2 separate regions of the Mus musculus genome follow, and region 2 is linked to region 1. The links are chromatin contacts, called in public HiChIP or PLAC-seq maps. All regions are on one chromosome and are shown on one strand. The core of a region is the stretch at or near the end of the contact, and the rest is flanking DNA. Distances in the headings are between cores, read along the strand shown.

Region 1 (3,411 bases), core at 417-2,916:
TATTTGATGTTACGGACTTATGTAATCAGATTACATTCTTCCTAATATCTACCTGACAATCACAGAGAGGAAGAGGAATATTCAAGCGAAACTTTTATTTGTCATTATTGTATTGTGTGGGGACATGGCCGTATTATATCTAATATGAGGGTTGAGGTCTGAGGACAAATTTCTGGAGTCCATTCTCTTCCTGCATCTTATGTCAGACGCAGAGATCACACTCATGTTTGCAGGTTTATGGAGCCATAGCCTTTACCCACTGAGCTACCATAACAACCCAGCAGTGCTTATTTCTAATGACTTTTTTTTTTCAATAAATTCAGCTCCTGTCAAAGTTTTTGGCGTTGTAATTTAAAGGAGAAAAGGTAGAACGTTCGGTTTTGCACTCTGTGGTGGCTGAAACAGAAGTGCCTAGAGGGAAGAGCAGGCAGCAAGTCTTTGCGCATGAGCCCCATGAGCCATATGAGCCAGCCGCCACCCCTTCTGTCCCTCTTTGCTTTGCACCTTGGTGTTTAAGCTTAGAGGAAAGTGTGCCAGTGACTCAGTTTATTAAGTGAGACAACTGTCTTGGTGTAGGATTTAAAATGTCCAGCCTGTATAGATTTCTTTAGATTTGCCTATTTTTTCTTTTGAAATATGACACTATGATTTTTTACATACTTTTCCTAAGATTGCCCCAAACACAGTAAGCCCACAGACAGACAGTAAGTCACAGACACACAATCAGGCACACAGGCACACACAGAGACACACAGAGACACACAGACACACAGGCAGAAAGATAGACAGACAGAGAGACAGGCAGACATCCACCCTCACCATAACCCCCCCACACACACTTTCTCCCCATTCTACCCCCTGCCTTGATTGATAAAATTAAGAAATTAAAGATCAGCATCTAAAATAAGATAGTATATTCCCCAGAGGATGAGGAGGGCATATTAGTTGACAAGGATAGAAAGCATTTAGGTTGCTCCATCATTCTTTATCAGTTTTTAAAAATTCTACCTGAATTCCTTTCTTCTTTAATTGTGATATGGTATACAAAACATCATATTATTTTTACCTTAAAGAGATATGTTTATGATGAAAAATTCAAAGTTTTAGACATTTCCATGAAAGATTCTGTATCGTGAGGATCACATCTAATTATGTCTCTAGACTGTTATTGTATACATTTCTTCTTCCTTTTAAAGTATGTGTTCTGGAGTAATGCATTACTTTTAGGGAAATTTGCTACTATGCCCCCCCCCCCCGAGTTTGATATTCAGTACCCTATGAACTGGGCATAGTGACACAGACTTATAATTATAACACTTGGGAGGCAGTGGCAAGAAGGGCAGGAATTCCATCTCCTTTTCAGCTACATAATGAGTTTGGGGCCACCCTGTGCAAGATGAGAACCTGTGTCAAAAAAAATTAAAAATATATGAGCATATCTGTAGAAAAACCATTGAAGGTCTTTGAATAACTTTGTTTTGGAACTATTTTATGAATTAAGAACTTAGGAAAACACAGCATTGCCTTTCTAAGTATGTTTCTTCATCCAGAAACTAAGAGGATAGAAATAATACTTCCTCATTCTTTTGGATGGACAGTCAGTCTGACATCATCAGTTTTGACTGGAAATACTGGAGGTTTCAGGGCCATATTTCATGGCTTACGTTGTTTGATAGAGACTTTGCTAGCAGATGTGGGGAGGGACGCCTGTGGAATTCCTTGAGGTAATGTTATATTAGGACAAAATATCTAGAAAAGTTTTATAGAAATGCCAGGAATTTTAGTAGGTTCTTTGGAATTCCTGTAGAAATGTTTCCCTTAGGATCTCTCTCTCTCTCTCTCTCTCTCTCTCTCTCTCTCTCTCTCTTGCTCTCGCTCTATTTTGGTGTGTGTGCAAACTTTATTGTGATTTTTATCATGGAATACTAATCTCCTCAAAAATATTTTTGAAAACCAAATTCTTCCACAAAAATAGTGTGCCTTCATCATCATGATGGTAAATTTCCTAAAATTCAACAAAATAATATTTTCAGTTAAATACACACACACACACAGATATACATATGAAAATTGAAAAGTGATTTTCATGTTGATGTTGGTAATTTATAGGAGGAATCTTGATAATGTGACTACTTGCAATGCGTCAGGTATTCCTTGCTTAAAAACAAACAAACAAACAAACAACAAAACAAGTAAGACTACCCTGGCACTGTATACTACCATCATCTCATGCCTTCATTTTGTAATTTATTTTTTGGTTAATATACTGATAAATGGGGACTCAGAAACAAACCTAAAGGATGTCTCGCAGCTAGACACAAACCTTTCCTTTAGATAATGTGAAGACAATGGCAAGACAGAGACTGGCAGTTAACAGACCTCTTCAAACGAATTCTCTGCAGCTTGTCAGGTAATAGCCAACATGCTATTTATGACTGGTCAGAGTGTCACATCTGTCCCTGGATGAATTAGTAGTACACAGCAACATTCAACTCTAGGGACAGAGATAATCTGTACAGCTGCAAACCTGTCTTTCCTCTCCTATAGTGATGTGTCAGGGTATGTGTGCTCAGCATATTCTATTCTGAGAAAACAAATATACAACTTTTATCTTGAGATAAAGAAGAAGACTAAAGAGGACATCAGTAGACAAGTGCTGCAGTATCCAGATCTAGATCCTCCCAAACAAATGAAACTTTGTGCTAATTCATTTCAAGTCTCATTTTTTAAAAAAAATATTATTTATTTATATTCCAGTTGTTGCCTCGTTCAGTCTCCCCTCCCACAGTTCCTCGTCCCATTACTCCTCCCCATTGCATCCCAGAGGTTTCTCTTTCCCAAACCTGGTGTTCCCTTCTCTGGGGCCTCAAGGCTCTAGAGGAGTAATCACATCTTCTCCTACTGAGGCCAGGCCAGGTAGACCTCTGCTACATACACGCCCGGGGCCTTGGACCAGCCCAGGTATGCTCCTGGTTGGTGTCTCTGTCACTGGGAACTCCCTGGGGTCTGAGGTAGTTGAGACTGTTGGTCTTCCTTTGGGGTCATTCTCCTTTTCAGCTTCTTCAGTCCTTTCCCTAATTCAATCATGGGGGTCCCTGACTTCAGTCCAATGGTTGGGTGTAAGTATCTGCTTCAGTCTCCCTTTGCTGCTAATAGTACCTCTCGGAGTAAAGCCATGCCAGGCTTCTGTCTTGGCAAAAACTGTGCAAACACTTCATAGCACAGTGCTGTCAGGTCTTGGTGTCTCTCCATGAAATGGATCCCAAGTTGGGCCTGTCACTGGACCTCCTTTCCTTCTATTTCTTCTCCATTTTTGTTTCTGCAGTTCTTTTAGACAGGATCAATTCTGGGTCAGGAATTATAACTGTGGGTTAGTAACCCTGCCCTTCCACTTGAGGCTCTGTCTATCTA
Region 2 (3,461 bases), core at 702-3,201, 350 kb after region 1:
AAGAATAGTTTTCTTTGGCTTGGTGTCCATCCCTCCCAGCCATCTCCACCCTGTTCCTGAGGTGGGAGTGCTAAGTGTTTAAGCTGTTGTTGCTGGAGGCTCAGTCCTTCCCTTTACTTGAAGACCACGCATACCATAGCTTTATTGGAGACTTATAAAATTCTACAGCCTCGATTAAGTTCTACAGCCTACCTTCCTTCCATCCTTCCCTACAGCCTCCTCCATTCCATTATTTCCAAATGATGATGCTCCTCTGGATAGAATTACATTTCTTCCCTTGAGGTGGCTCATTTAACTGATGAATTATATTCATGTTCTCTCTCTCTCTCTCTCTCTCTCTCTCTCTCTCTCTCTCTCTCTCTCTCTCTCTCACCAGATATCATTCACTCTGTCTACACAAGCTCAGATGTTCACAATAAGATACAAAGGACCAGGGTCTTAGATAACATGAATGCACTGGCCCAAATATGTGCAGTCCAGAAGTCCAAGTTAAATGGCATTCAACTCAACTCCTGTTTTTCTGGTGGTGTTCTCAGTATGTCTTCTCATGGGGATGGAAGCAGAGCCCTCTAGTGTCTTTTATTATAATGACACTAATCCTTTAGGATTAACCTCTGCAATGAGTATTATAGCTTCAATTTATAGAATATAAGGGGGAGTAATTCAGCTCCTCACATCATATTATCTATCTTGGCACAGCACTTTTAAGTTTTTTGTATTCGGTTTGATGTTTAATCCTATCAGAATCTCTAAAACCATCCTAGGCTACTCAAACCCACATTACCTTCAGAAGGTCTTGTACATCTCAGAACTGTTTCCTTGGCACAAAGTGGAGAGTGTAGTTATATGTTAACTATCTGCTACATTCCATTCGGCCAACGCAGTGGACTAATTTTCCCATGTCTGTTTCACATGTGGGTTCCTGTTGAATGGGCCCTCTCTGTCTGCTTCCTAGGATTCTTTAACATTACTATGCCATCTACAAAAGCCAGAGAGGCCATTTCCTGAATACCTATCTACTTTCTATACTTTAAGAACCTCACAATGTAGGTTACCTGGATATGTTTCTGGTTACTGGAGAATAATTCTGTTAAATAACGAGGTTTAGTACTGTTGTATCTGTAGGTATCTGTTGCCTGGTTAATGCAATGCAATATAATGAGTTGCCTCATAGCCTACCCGCATATGATCCCACTATGATGGACGATATCCTTATTTCTTTAAGTTTATTTTGATGAATATTTTGTCACAATAGTAAGGAAAGTAATTAATTCAGGTAATTGGGAACAATAAGTTTGGATGTTAGAGTACAGGAGAGCAAAATGCCAAAAGAAAAATAGAAAGTGATATCTTGATTCCTACTTTCTCTATTCATTCATTCATGCATTCATTCATTTATTCATTCTGTCTAATCCAATATGTAGGTATTTAAGTCTCCTCTCCATCCCGTCCTCTCAGATCCCATATCACCTCTCCTCTCCCCCAGACCCAGTGTTCCTCCATTTCCCTTCAGAGAAGAACAGGCCTCCCTGTGGTATCAAACTTGGTACAATAAGATTCAATAATACTAGGGATATGCCCTCCTTCAAGGCTAGATGAAGTCCTACGGTGTGGCAAAAGAGTCAATGGCACTGCCCACTGCCATTGCTAGGAGTCCAACAAAACTCAAGGTAAATAACTACAGCATGTATGCAGAGGATATGGCGCAGACCCATGCAGGATCCGTGGGTGGCTGCTGCTTCAGTCTCTATGATCTCTGATGAGCACGGCTTAGTTGTTACTGATGGCAGTGTTCTGGTGTCCTGTACTCCTGGGTTTTCAAAGGGTCACAAGGGACTGTGTTTTCCAGTCCACAGATGAGGAGTCATTTTAGCAAGATACTGCACATACTGCATTCTCTCTGTGTCCTAAGAATCTGAGTCAGATTGAGGTCACAAGCATGAAGGAATTTAACAAAGTCTCAAGACCAAGGAATTCAGGCTATGTCGCAGTTGCTGTTCATTCACATCTTCTGCTCTACCATGAAAAAGAGCAGGAAGTGGAACAAAGAAGATGTGAGCATGTATCATTTGGTGGGAAGGAAGGAATCTAATTTGTAGCCAGACTGGAGAGACTGCAGACTGTTCTTGCTGAGGACTTGAGTTGGATGTTCAGCATTCAAGACAGGTGGCCCTCAACTGCCTTTAATTTCAACCTGTCTAGACAAATGGTAGAAATTTATGGCATGCAAGTAATGTTTGGATGCTAGGATACTATGTTTAATTTTTATCGTTAAGTTGGGAGGATATAGAATTAATTATTGGAGACTGAGTAAGGAGACAATATGGGAGGAAATGACATCTTTTTTTGTTTGTTTGTTTGTTTTTGTTTTTGTTTTTTGAGATGTGGTTTCTCTGTGCAGCCCTCGCTGTCCTGGAGCTCACTTTGTAGACTAGGCTGGCCTCAAACTCAGAAATCTGCCTGCCTCTGCCTCCCGAGTGCTGGGATTAAAGGCGTGTGCCACCAAGCCTGGCACTGGAAATGACATATTCTTAAACTTTAATTAAAAAAAAAAAACAATAAAAATAAACAAAGTAAACATAATCTGCCCCAGAAGAAAACAAATTCACAAACTAAGACTATTCATTCTTTGAAATCTGTGAAATTACAGTTCTCTTTCTTTCATGGCTCAACTACAATTATCTACTGATTTCCAGGGGTCTAGCTTTGGGCAGTGTTATTTTCTGCATCATGGACATAGAAATCCTCTTAAATCAGTTGTGTAAAAGATATGGGTATAAGGAGGAAATACCCAGGGAGCTGGGCGGATCTGCAACCCTATAGGTGGAACAACAATATGAACTAACCAGTACCACCACCACCCCCCTACCCCCCTCCTTGGAGCTCGTGTCTCTAGTTGCATATGTATCAGAAGATGGCCTGGTCGGCCATCAGTGGAAAGAGAGGCCCATTGGTCGTGCAAACTTTATATGCCTCAGTACAGGGGAACGCCAGGGCCAAGAGGTGGTAGTGGGTGGATGGGGCAGTGGGGGGGGGGGTGTGGGGGACTTTTGGGATAGCATTGGAAATGTAAATGAAATAAATACCCAATAATAAAAAATAAAAAAAATGAGATTATATTAGAAAAAAAGTTTAATGATGCTGTTGTGTACTTCTCTAAACATAGTTAAACTATTCATAAAAGAGAGAAACATTTTTACACTATTATCAACAGAAAACATTTAGAATACTTTTTTAGACATCAAAAAGAATTTTTTTTGAATTTTGTCTTTTTTTCTTTTGTGACTAGAAACAAAGCAACTTTATTTGGAGGGTGCTGGACTTTTAATGTTATATTTATTGATAATCTTTGGAATGAGGTTTCTGTTATATATCAGATCAGCCTAATATTCAAGTATAATTGAAGGAAGATAAAATCATGTATCTGTGCCACAGTGTTTAAAAACAAAGTCATCATAATC

Evidence for each region. HiChIP or PLAC-seq counts read pairs in DNA pulled down with a chosen protein or histone mark.
Region 2: an H3K27ac HiChIP or PLAC-seq map of embryonic fibroblasts shows a contact between it and region 1, with 9 times the contacts expected there. The contact joins two enhancer-like sites. A contact is called at or near these places in 1 of 484 Hi-C or Micro-C datasets (ventricular fibroblasts) and 1 of 115 datasets of contacts at active chromatin or transcription factors (embryonic fibroblasts).

The regions. Positions count from the first base shown.
Region 1 is chr16:85,948,900-85,952,310 of GRCm38.p6, forward strand. No RefSeq gene overlaps it. Among named protein-coding and RNA genes, the nearest start is that of Adamts5, 49 kb to the left of the region's middle. Within about 2 kb of position 1,667, at least 7 of the 459 cell types and tissues checked have an H3K27ac peak or open chromatin away from gene starts, as enhancers often do. A contact at or near this core is called in embryonic fibroblasts, where this site is marked.
Region 2 is chr16:86,302,115-86,305,575 of GRCm38.p6, forward strand. No RefSeq gene overlaps it. Among named protein-coding and RNA genes, the nearest start is that of Gm32357, 68 kb to the left of the region's middle. Within about 2 kb of position 1,952, at least 32 of the 459 cell types and tissues checked have an H3K27ac peak or open chromatin away from gene starts, as enhancers often do. A contact at or near this core is called in embryonic fibroblasts, where this site is marked.